Linked DNA regions of Mus musculus: region 2 is linked to region 1. A link is a contact called in public promoter capture Hi-C data. All regions are on one chromosome and are shown on one strand. The core of a region is the stretch at or near the end of the contact, and the rest is flanking DNA. Distances in the headings are between cores, read along the strand shown. Region 1 holds the start of Ldb1 (LIM domain binding 1). Region 2 overlaps Armh3 (armadillo-like helical domain containing 3).

What was found. Promoter capture Hi-C pulls out the DNA fragments that hold promoters and counts their contacts.
Region 2: a contact with region 1 is called in a promoter capture Hi-C map of cranial neural crest. The contact joins the enhancer-like site here to the promoter of Ldb1 in region 1. A contact is called at or near these places in 1 of 39 promoter capture datasets (cranial neural crest), 1 of 484 Hi-C or Micro-C datasets (B cells), 3 of 115 datasets of contacts at active chromatin or transcription factors (bone marrow-derived macrophages, epiblast stem cells and fetal liver) and 3 of 9 other capture datasets (adipose tissue, liver and macrophages).

The regions. Positions count from the first base shown.
Region 1 is chr19:46,043,195-46,049,004 of GRCm38.p6, reverse strand. It overlaps Ldb1 (LIM domain binding 1), which reads left to right and starts at 3,694. Exons shown (of 11, transcript NM_001113408.2): 1 at 3,694-4,175. The coding sequence starts at 4,151.
Region 2 is chr19:45,845,000-45,850,809 of GRCm38.p6, reverse strand. It overlaps Armh3 (armadillo-like helical domain containing 3), which reads left to right. Exons shown (of 26, transcript NM_198296.2): 24 at 4,624-4,702. Among named protein-coding and RNA genes, the nearest start is that of Kcnip2, 32 kb to the right of the region's middle. Within about 2 kb of position 3,544, at least 15 of the 459 cell types and tissues checked have an H3K27ac peak or open chromatin away from gene starts, as enhancers often do.

The sequences.
Region 1 (5,810 bases), core at 2,445-4,944:
GTAAACCAGGCTGGCCTCGAACTCAGAAATTCGCCTGCCTCTGCCTCCCGAGTGCTCGGATTAAAGGCATGCGTCACCGCCCGGCTTTTAAAGATTTATGTATTTATTTTATTTTATTTTATTTTTTTTTTTTTTTTTTTTTTTTGGTTTTAAGAGACAGGGTTTCTCTGTATAGCCCTGGCTGTCCTGGAACTCACTTTGTAGACCAGGCTGGCCTCGAACTCAGAGATCCACCTGCCTCTGCCTCCTGAGTGCTGGGATTAAAGGCGTGTGCCACCACGCCCGGCTTGTATTTATTTTATGCATGAGTACATTGTAGCTGTCCTCAGACACACCCGAAGAGGGCACTGAATAGCATTGCAGATGGTTGTGAGCCACCGTGTGGTTGCTGGGATTTGAACTCAGGACCTCTGCAAGAGCAGTCATTGCTCTTGACCGCTGAGCCATCTCTCCAGCCCCCATTAATGTTGTTTTCTTAAATAGTTTATTTTTACTTTATGTACATTGGTGTTCTGACTGCATGTATTACTGTGAGCTGCCATGTGGGTGCCGGCAATTGAACCCTAGTCGCCTTTTTTGATTTTTCAAGACAGGGTTTCTCTGTGTAGTCCTGGCTGTCCTGGAACTCACTCTGTAGACCAGACTGGCCTTGAACTCAGAAATCTGCCTGCCTCTGCCTCCCAAGCCTGGCCCCCAGTCTTTTTCTAAGAAGAGCCTGTGTGAGCCAGGGGGACACACCTTTAACTCAGGCACAGGAGAGGCAGGCAGGCGGGTCTCTAAGGCCAGCTACAGAGTCATCTCTCCAGCCATGTACTTTTTTTTTTTTTTTTTTTTTTTTATTCATCCTTCCACTCTTCTTTCCTAGGTCTCTTCTTGCAAGAGACCATATGCATAGAATAACTTCCTCCCCTTTAAATAAGATGTATTCAGCCCTCCGAACCCCAGGGTTTTGGAGCTGACAACAGGCAGAATTGCAAGGGTTGTGGCATGTGCTCCCTACCACTGACTGAGCTGTGTGGCCCAACCCTGACCCTCAGTGTGCTTGCTTGTGCAACATGGGCAATAAGCAGCCCCTTCCAAAGGTCCCCTCGAACTCCAGGTGAGATGCCCCAGCACTTGGGAGGTAGGAGCAGGAGGATCAGTGGTTCCAGGCAAGGGAGAAGCTAAGGTGGTTTGCTCTGCAAGCATGAGGATTTGAGTGTGATTCCACAGCACCTACCTAACAATGCAGATGTGGCCTTAAATGCCTGGAACCCCAGCGGTGGGGATGAACATAGCCTTGGGGCTCCACAGAGGTCAGGGTCAGCCAGCCTAGCCTAATCTGGGAGCCCTACAGCTCACTGTGTGATACTGGATTGTGTGGAAATTAAGATGGTTCCTGAGGAAGTACGCCAGAGGTTGACCTCTGACCTCTGCATGCACACATGAAACTATGCACAGATGTGGGCAGGCATCATTCACACCCAAATGTACAATGTCCTTATAAAGGAGACCACAGGTGTGAACACCCAGCACAGAGCCAGGTCCTTGTTCACTCCTGCAGTTTTATTTTTGTCTCCTTCCTTGCACCTATCTCCACCTCATCTCCGTCCTTGTATTTCACCTTCTACACCTCCAACGTAGAAGAATCTCTCATTCAAAAGGAAGGAAGACCTCTGTGGGGTATGAGAAAATCCCCACAGTCCACCAGGTAGGTGATCGGAATCACCTTGGAATCTGGTCTAGCTAGTTGTTTGGAATGAGTGGCCTTAGGGGCAAGTGGTCCCAGGACTGGGAGAAGGCACATTCACATTCATGGATGATAGAGATTAGGAGTCAAAAGGCTGAAAGATATCCCCCTTCCTCTGTATCAACTCACATTCAGCACCCTCTTGTCATCCTTGAAATAATCTTTACCAAAAAAAAAAAAAGGCATACTTGTACTAATGTCTAACCAGTAGTACTACATGGGGAGAGAGGCTATGCGGGGTACACATTGTCTGGTTCATATCTCATCCAGCTAATTACAGACGGTAAAGCTCAGGGTGGGGCTGTCGGCTGTCATACAGCTCAAGAGGGGTTGTGCAGGGATTCAAATCTGAGCATCCAGAACTCGGGGCTATTTGTTGCCTTAGGTCCTTAGGTCCTCTCCACTCCCTCTAGTGCTGACCTCTGAAAGAAAGTGGAAAGGAGATGGACTCTGGCAGAGGATGCTGCCAAGGAAATGCTGGTGTGTGGATGTCTTTTTTTTTTTTTTTTTGTCAAGTCCTTCTATGCCCTTGGTGGGGACGGGGACGACGGCAGGCGGCGTAATCCCGAGGAGCTCCCCATATTCTAAACACTGGGGGAGGGGTATTCTCATTCCTAGGCACGCCCTCCTTTCAATCATCAGACTCTACTACCATGGTCTCTTGCTCCTTAGCCAAAAAACAAAAACAAAAAAAAACAAAAAAAACCCCTAAGGTTGGGATATGTGGTCTCATGGCACCTTAACCTCCACCTTTGTAACTCTCCCCTGGACAGTCAAGCCAGCTGTGCAAACTCCTAAATCGGGGTAGGGAAATCAAACACCTTTTTCAAACAATCCCCATTTTAGCAACAAAGGGAAGAGGGAAGCCAGTGTAACCAGTCTAGTTCAGATACCTTAGACAGGGAATACCAGCCCCCAGAATCTACCCAGGGAATACACCACGAAGCTTAAGAGAAGCTAAGGCTTGGGGGACACCCCCCCCCCGAACTCCTTCTAGCAGCTCCCCTCCTCCCTGCTAATAGGTATTTCCTGTTTATGAGGCAGCTAGGGCTGGGCTTTGGAGAAGGGATGGAAGAGTTCTTCCCTTCCATGGGTTGGGTTGAGGAGTCCTTGAGGACTGCCTGAAGGTTGGGAGGGTTCTCCCTTTGGAAGATAGACTGACTGTCCAGGATGCCCCACCCCCAACCCTCCCCGCGGCCTCTGCCCCTATGGGTAGGGGGCACTGAAGGAGTAGGTTTCCTGTTCTCCACCTCCAAAACAGGGAGCTGCTTCCAGGGGGCGGAGGATGGGGGTGGGTGGGTAGAAGGCTCCAGGGCTGGAAGAAGAAAGTGGGGGAAGGGAAGTGTCTTAACTGGTGCGTCAGAGCCTGCAAGAGGAAAGGATGGCTTTGGTAGTGCTCCCCCCCTTCCCAGCCTAATGGTCATACCACAGCCCTTGTGTCCCCTTGCAAAATGCGGACCTCAGGCCCTTAGGCGGGGGAGGGTGGGGTCCCTTCTTAATTAACCCTTTTAGCTCTAGTCCCAACTGGTTTAGCAGGCATGGTCTGGTTAATTTAGAAAGGGGATGAGTCTAGGGGTTGCTCTGAGAATTAGGAGAGTGCTCCTTTTCCCACCCAGCTTCGGGTGGAGCGCGCCACACAGGGTCTCCGCAAAGAGCACAGGCAGGGGTCAGCGCCCCATCCCTCCCGGGGGTGGAGAGAGGGTACACCTCACTACCCACCCAGGCTCCGCCTCCCCCAATCCCCGCTCCCGCTCAGCCACGCTCCCAACCCCGCGCACCCGGAGGACGGACGCCGAGCGTGAGGCTTCGCCTCCTCCCGCTCCCCGGCGCCCGCCCTCGCCGGGGTCTCTGCCTCCGTCTCGTTTTTTAAGAGCTGCGTCACACGCATGCCGTTCCCGGGAGCGCTCCCTGCCCCTCGCCGCGCGGCGCACGCACGTCGCCGCTCGCGCCGCGCTCGCCCGGGTCACTTTGACACGGCTCTCCCCTCCCACTACCAGGACAATTAGCATATTAATAAAGCCCGGCCCAGCCCGACTCTGGCCGGAGAGCCGGCGCTTGCGAGAGGGAGAGGACGCGCGAACGAACGGGAGCGAGCGCGAGGGCGGCGGCGGGGAGGGCGGCGGGAGCGCACAGACACGCACACGCACACGCGCACACACGGACACACACTCCGGGGACGCACACCCGCGCGTACACACGCAGAGGCAGCTCGCCTTCCTGCCTGGCTTCCTTCCTGTCTGCTCCGCGCCTGACAGGCCCCTCGCTGCAGGCAGGGGCGGCCCGCACCGGGCAGAGGCCGGGCCGGGCCGGCGGCGCGGGCATCGGGGGCCGCGGGCGGCGGCAGCGGCTCATGCCCGGCCTGTCCCTGCGAGGGGCGGGCATCGTGACTCGGCTGGGCCCCCAGCGGCGGGCGATGTGAAGATGTCAGTGGGCTGTGCCTGTCCTGGTGAGTGGGTCTCGAGGCCGCCTGGCCCCTCCCTCCCTTTCGGCCCCCTAACCCCTGGTTTGGAGAGGATTTGTATGTGGGGGGCATCGAAGGCATGGTGGGGGTCGGGGGCTGTATAGAGTTAGAGGGGCCTCGATCGGGGCCGGGTTTTCTCATCTGTATAAATACGCAGCAGCCCAGCGGCACGGGAAGGGGGTGCTAAGGATGGCTTGTAATTTTTTTTTGAGGGGGGGGAGGCTAACTGGGGAGGGATGGGGGGGGACTGAAATTCCCAGAATTCCAGGGTGTTAGCCAATCAGAAGTGACTTTGGACTTTTGACCCCCCCCTCAGGTCATCGTAGAGTTCTGATTGGCTGATTTGGGTTTCCCCCCCTTCCCTGCTGTTTATTGCCTCTTACATATTTTGTGACATTCCCCCCCTCGGGCTGTTTCTTAGGATGCTGTTTGGGGGAGGAGTTGATTGGAGCCCATCTTACCCCCCTTTAACTTTTCCTGTCTGTTGCCAGGGTAGGTTGGCCCTCCTGAGGGACAAAAAGCACTCCTAGGGGGTGTCAGATAATTGGGCCCTTGGGTCTGCTATCTCAGTCTTCGTGGGAGGGGGAGTGTAGCAGTTCCAGGTAGGCCGTGAAGTTAAGAGTGGTTTGCAGATTCGAGTTGGGGGAGCAATGCTTGACACCCCCCCCCCAGTGAAAACTTGAGGACTCAAATTCAAATCACAACCCTCTCTAACAGGTATCAGAGCTTGCCAGGGAACACCTGTGTCTGAGAGTGCCTTGAGATTTTTCTTGTACGGTCGGGGTATAAGGCCACAAGTGCTAGGAGGGAACAGTTGAGCCATGTGATGGGAGAGGTTAGTCTAAAGAGAATCCCAGAATATAGTCGGTCCCCTTCCTTATAACTCTGTGTCCTCAAACTGGCCTTCCTTCCAGGATGGAGGCAGCTTTCTCTAGAAAGTCAGTGGTCAGTGTCCTGGGTCTAGCCTGGCTGGATCTCTTGCCCCTCTGTATGTCCTGTATTCTGAGAAGCCTAAACTTCAGAACTAGGAGCCCCCCCCCCCCCGCCGTATCCCCGCACCCCAACATTCATACAAATACACAATCCCCCCAGGGAAGCTGCTAGTGCAGAATCTTCTTTGGAAATCACGTGACTCTGGCCAAGTTGGACTGGGTTGGGCCCACACTTCAAGTGGCTGCTGTGGCTGACATTTTAGGGGCATAGGGCCCAGGAGGAGGAAAGCCTGAGGATCCTGGACTATCCGGGTGTGGGAATCCCTGGCTCCTGCTGCAGAGGGTGGAGAAGAGGAGGAGAGAAGAGCTTGCCAAGCTGGAATCCTGCCTAGCTTCATAGCCTTCCCACCAATTTGACTTGTGTGTTTGTGTATGTGTTTTCGCTTTTACAATTTGGCCAATGCTAGACAAGGTAGTTCATGCTCTTAGCCCACCGGTGGGTCATTTCCCTACAACGTGATGTATGAAGACCCAAAGTAAGGCAGGGCTTTAAACAAGCTAGTGGGCTGAAACTTATTTATTTTTTTCCCCTCGAAGACAGGGCTTCTCTGTGTAACAATCCTGGTTATCCTGGAACTTGCTCTGTAGACCAGGAACTGCAGGGCTCGAACTCAGAGATCCACCTGCC
Region 2 (5,810 bases), core at 2,295-4,794, 200 kb after region 1:
GGTTAAGAGCGCCGACTGCTCTTCCAAAGGTCCTGAGTTCAAATCCCAGCAACCACATGGTGGCTCACAACCATCCATAACGAAATCTGATGCCCTCTTCTGGAGTGTCTGAAGACAGCTACAGTGTACTTACATACAATAAAATAAATAAATAAATATTTAAAAAAAAACTAAACAGACAAACAAACAAAAAACAGATGAGGATTTAGCTTACTGGTAATCAGCAGCAAAACACACACACACACACACACACACACACACACTCACATACAGATACATATACCCGTAGAGACACACACATACATGCACAAAGATACACACACTCACACAGAGAGATACACATGCATACAGACACGTACACTCCGAGAGACACACACACATTCACTTCTTACCTTTGGGGCAAGTTAGTGAGATGGTATATAAGAAAAAAGAAAAAAGGGCTGGTGAGATAGCTCTTCCAAAGGTCCTGAATTCAAATCCCAGCAACCACATGGTGGCTCACAACCACCCATAATGAGATCTGACGCCCTCTTCTGGTACATCAGAAGTCAGCTACAGTATATAATAATAAATAAATCTTTGGGCTGGAGCAAGCAGGGACTAGCAAACAGCGGAGTTTTCCGGAGAGAGTGGGGCCAACTGGAGTGAGTGAGGTTGACCAGAGCAAGCAGAGGTCCTAAAAATTCAATTCCCAACAACCACGTGAAGGCTCACAACCATCTGTACAGCTACAGTGTACTTACATACATAAAATAAATAAATCTCAGAAAGAAAGAAAGAAAGAAAGAAAGAAAGAAAGAAAGAAAGAAGAGAAGAGAAGAGAAGAGAAGAGAAGAGAAGAGAAGAGAAGAGAAGAGAAGAGAAGAGAAGTAAGGAAAACATGAAAAAGCCAGTGCTTGATTCCTACGGCAAATAAGTAGAAGAGTCAGGATTTTCCCACTACTAAATGATCTAACCTAAGGTCTTGCACATGCTGGGTGGATGCTTTCCCACTGAGATTCATCGGGATCTCTGTATTTTGAGACAGAGTCTCTTTTTTTGTTTTTGTTTTTGTTTTTGGGTTTTTTGAGACAGGGTTTCTCTGTGTAGCCTTGGCTGTCCTGGAACTCACTTTGTAGACCAGGCTGGCCTCAAACTCAGAAATCTGCCTGCCTCTGCCTCCCAAATGCTGGGATTAAAGGCGTGCGCCACCAAGCCCGGCTTCGAGACAGAGTCTCCTTTACTTAGGCTGGCCTTAAATCCTTCAACCTCCTGAGTGCTAGGATTATAGGTATGTGCCACAGTGCTGAGTGAGGAATCAGGATTTTAACTGGGGACTTCTTTCTCTATATCTAAAGTCCTTGGATTTGGGTTTTTTGTTTTGGGTTTTGTTTCTTTTTTCATTATGTGTTGTTCATGGAAATAGTGTTATTTTAACTAGGCCTTCTGGGAAAAATAAGACTCAGGTCTTTTGGTGGTGAAGAGAAATAGCATTCCATATGACCAAACCCCAGAAGGCAAAATGGAGACCCTTTCCCTGATCATCACAGTTGAAAATAAGGACTATGCCTCTTCTGAATGTGGGGCCTGAGCTTCCAAGCTCTGAGCACCGTCAGGCAGTCACCCCTGTGTTCCCTCAGACACTTAATGTAAGTCTGGTGACCTTAAAGAGATCATTTTAGTGTAAAACTTTGAAGAATCTTTACCAGTAAACACCTTTACTTTGTTTCCCTTCCTGCTCAAAGGGTTTGTTAGAGACTGCCTGACTCTTCCAGGGAACTCAGGAATGGAAACAGTCATTCTATTCTGGTCTCCTGGATAAAAACTAGGATTTATTTATTGTTCATAAAAGACTTCGGTATGTTTCATCCATGTGCTATATCTTTTTTTTTCCATTTTTTATTAGGTATTTAGCTCATTTACATTTCCGATGCTATACCAAAAGTCCCCCATACCCACCCACCCCATGTGCTATATCTTAGACCTGGGAAGTTGCAGCCATCGATGGAAGAGTTACGTTAGATCCGTAATGGATGAGAGAGAGGACCAATCTACAGTCTTCTCAGTAGACTACATTACCTACAATTTTTATTTGTATTTGTATATGTTAACATAATTAATTTTATTGGGATATTTTCGTTCATGTATTTGACATATTGTGGTAATATCCATGCCCCAGTTGCCTTCTCTTGCCCCACTTTCACCCCCATGGACCCCTTCTACTTTAATGGCCCTGTTTGGTATGTGTGACCCCATTAAGTATTAAGGCTGCTTACATAAACATGGGTAAAGGTTATTTTATGGGAGCATGGGCTCCTTCCCGCTGGATACACCACTAAAGAACACGCTTCTCCTTACCCCATCAACTCCTCTCCACTATGGATGTTTTAGTATTTTTGCTAATTCTCTGGGAATTTTATAGTGTACTTCAATCATATTTACCCCCAACTCTTCCCTCTAACTTCTCCCAGGTCCACATTCCCTTCTTAATATACCCCTAACTTTGTGTATATCATCCTTTTTTTTTTTTTTTTAATAACCCATTCACTGCAATTTGTGCTGCCCATCTATATACTCCTGGGTGTGAGGCATTACCAGAGTATGGTCATGTTACCAGGAGCCACATCCTTTAATAAAATCCTCTCCCTCCCCCAGAAACCATCATCTGTTCACAACTCCTCAGTTAGGAGTGGGTACCTGTGCTACACCGGTGAATGGCTGGATTTGTACAGGCAGCTCCAGCTGCTGGGAGCACATGACTGATAGGACTCAGAAGAGAGCATTTTGCTCTCTTCGCCTTGATCTCTGGCTCTTGGAGCCTTCCATTCCATCATCGACGGTGATCCTGGACCTACTAGAGGGGGTGTGATATAGATGTGTTCCATATGTGGCTGAGCACTCCACTGACCCTGATTCTCTGTGCTTGACCAAGTGTGAGTTCCTTCTCTGATGAGGTGTGAGAGCTACAGTAGGCCATGGTTGAGAGATACAGATCTGTAGGGCAGTTTGACATTAAATTCATTGAGCTGGACAGTAGTAGTAGGTTCATTCCTGGGACCTCTGAGCTTTTCAACCTTCGGTTCTAGGCCAGATTTGCAGTACTAGACATGTGTTTCCATCTGTGCAGCAGGCCTTTATAAACAAGCAGAAAGTAGTTACCATTCATATTCATGACACTACTGTAGCCATGGGAACCTAATTTTTAAAAACACAATCTCCTCTCACTGAATCTGGAGTTCATTATGTTTCACTACACTGGCTAGCCACCCAACCCTCTGTCTCTACATGAACACATGTATGCGCAAGTGCACACACACACAAAAACACACGCACTATTTGGGGACGCAGGCACACAACTATGCTCAGCTTTTATATTGGTGCTGGGGTCTCTGAACTCAGGTTCTTGTGTTTGCTTAACAAGCACTTTTTCTCCAGACCCTCAGAGATTTTTTTTTGGAGAGGTAAATGTAACCAGCTGTGGTGACTTCAGATGTGATCAAGTGATACACTCTGATCTTGGTTTCAATGCATAGAATTTAAATTATGGTTTGGAACTAATACTAACAAGCATAAAGACTGAATGTCAGCTTTAATAAAGCTTAGCTTCCTCAGAGACTGTATTTTATCTACATGTTAGCCTGTACTGCTTGTTCTGATTGGAGCACCATGGCCCCCTAGTGGACACCCCCTGGGACCTTTTTCATCTCAGGAAGTCTTAGCATGATTTTTGTTTTTATGTTTTTCTCTGAGTTCATTTGCACATCAGAGGCATTTGATTCTATCCTTCTGTAAGTTATTAAATCCTTCCCATGTTGGTTTCCAGGTCATAATTTTTAGCCTCATGCTTAGGAAGAGGACAGTTGTGCTTGTTCTCATGCTGTGATAAACACCGTAGCCAGAAGCAACTTGTAGAGAAAAGGGTTCATTTCATCTTACAGATTCCAGGTCACTCCCTCAGAGCAAAGTCAAAGCAGGAACTCAAGACAGGAACCAGAGGCGGAGCTGAAACAGGCCATGTGCATTGTCTTCGTGGCTTGCTCAGCTTGCTCACTTGCATGCTTTTCTCTCTCTCTTTCTCTTCCTTCCCTTCCCTTCCCCCTTCCCTTCCCCCTTCCCTTCCCCCTTCCCCCTTCCCTTCCCCCTTCCCTTCCCCCTTCCCTTCCCCCTTCCCTTCCCCCTTCCCTTCCCCCTTCCCTTCCCCCTTCCCTTCCTTTTATTTCTGTGTGTGTGTGTTTGCCTATGTGTGTATACCAGGCACATGCAGCATCCTTAGGGGCCTGAAGAGGGTGTCAGATCCCCTAGAATTGGAGACAGTTGGGAGCTACCCAGTGTGGCTGCTCGTGTGATCTGGGTTCTTTGTAAGAACAGCAATCAGTCTTGACCATTGGCATCTCTCTGGTCCTTCAGCATGCTTTCTTATACTATCCAGGACCACCCGTCCTGAGGTGGCATTGCTCTCCCACATCAATAATCACTAATCAAAGAAATTTCATTAAGGGTTGCCTAGAAGCCAATGTGCTGGAGGCTTGACACTGTAGCTTATGTCAAGTTGACAGGAATAAACCCAAGGCTGCTCACTCCTGATTAACTGGATTGTCACTGTATTCCATCTGGGACCATAGTAATGTTAATTCTTTATTTCAGAGCCATCATCAATCACTTTAATCCCAAAATTGAGTCCTATGCTGCTGTGAATCACATATCTCAACTGTCGGAGGAACAGGTAAGCCACTGCTCTCCCCAGAATGACCTTGCTGGTGGGAAGGATCAGGAAGCTCTTTCTAGTAATGGGACTCTGTTACTAAGCTTTGAGCAAAGGAAGGAGTAGGATGGTCAAACCAGGCTGGTGAGAAGAGTTGGTGCAAGATTGCTTGCTGCTTCTTTAAACCTAGTAAACCCTCCTTCCCTTGTGCCATCTGAAGGGTTTGTTTAGTTGTACAAAGTATGAGCTGAAGCTTCATGGGTCGCTGTCTTAGAGCAGGTGATGGGACATCCATTGTCACGCTCTCAGGCACAGGGATTGTGATTTCTGAAAGTCAGACATGTCCACATGATGGTGCATACCTGTAATCGCAGCACTTGGAAGGTAAAAGCAGGAGTTAGAGGTGTCCTTGGTTATGCAGTGAGTCCAGCAACAGCCTGTACTGCATGCCACCCTGTCTTAAAACTCCAACAAACCAAACAAAAGTAAGACCTGATAACTTAGAAATGAACATAAATTCCAGCCACATGAAAACCTTGAGTTCAGCTTAACATGAAGGCATTTGGCTCATTAGAGCATGAGCTTTAATTGAGAGCTCATTGAGATGGGTTTTCATTAGTGATTGTGTTCTCTTTGCCTTGAACAGTTATTTCTGGGCAGGTTTGAGTTGAGGATGCAGATAGCTTTGTACATTTGTCTTCTTGAGGCTGGTCTGATTTCCCCTTCTCAGTTAGCACTTGTGCTCAGCTCTACACCATGTAAAAGTACAGATGGGATTCAGCCTGGCATGGAGTTGAACCCTGCTTCATCTGAGTTCTCTCTCTCTCTCTCTCTCTCTCTCTCTCTCTCTCTCTCTCTCTCTCTGTCTAAATAAGAGTCTTTATTAGAGTATAGCTTGATAAGTGTATAGCTTTATATAAATCTGCTGCTACAAAGAAAAAAAGACATAAAGCCAGGCTCATATAGCCTATGTTGGGTGTATGATTTTAGCTCATGTATATGGCTAAATTCCCTGTGTAGCTGAGGATGACCTTTCAGCTCCTGGCCCCCTCCTATACCTCCCAGTGCAGGAATGCCCCACCTTGCTCTTTCATTTGGGCTTTCGAGTCTTACACGCTGCTGAGGTGAT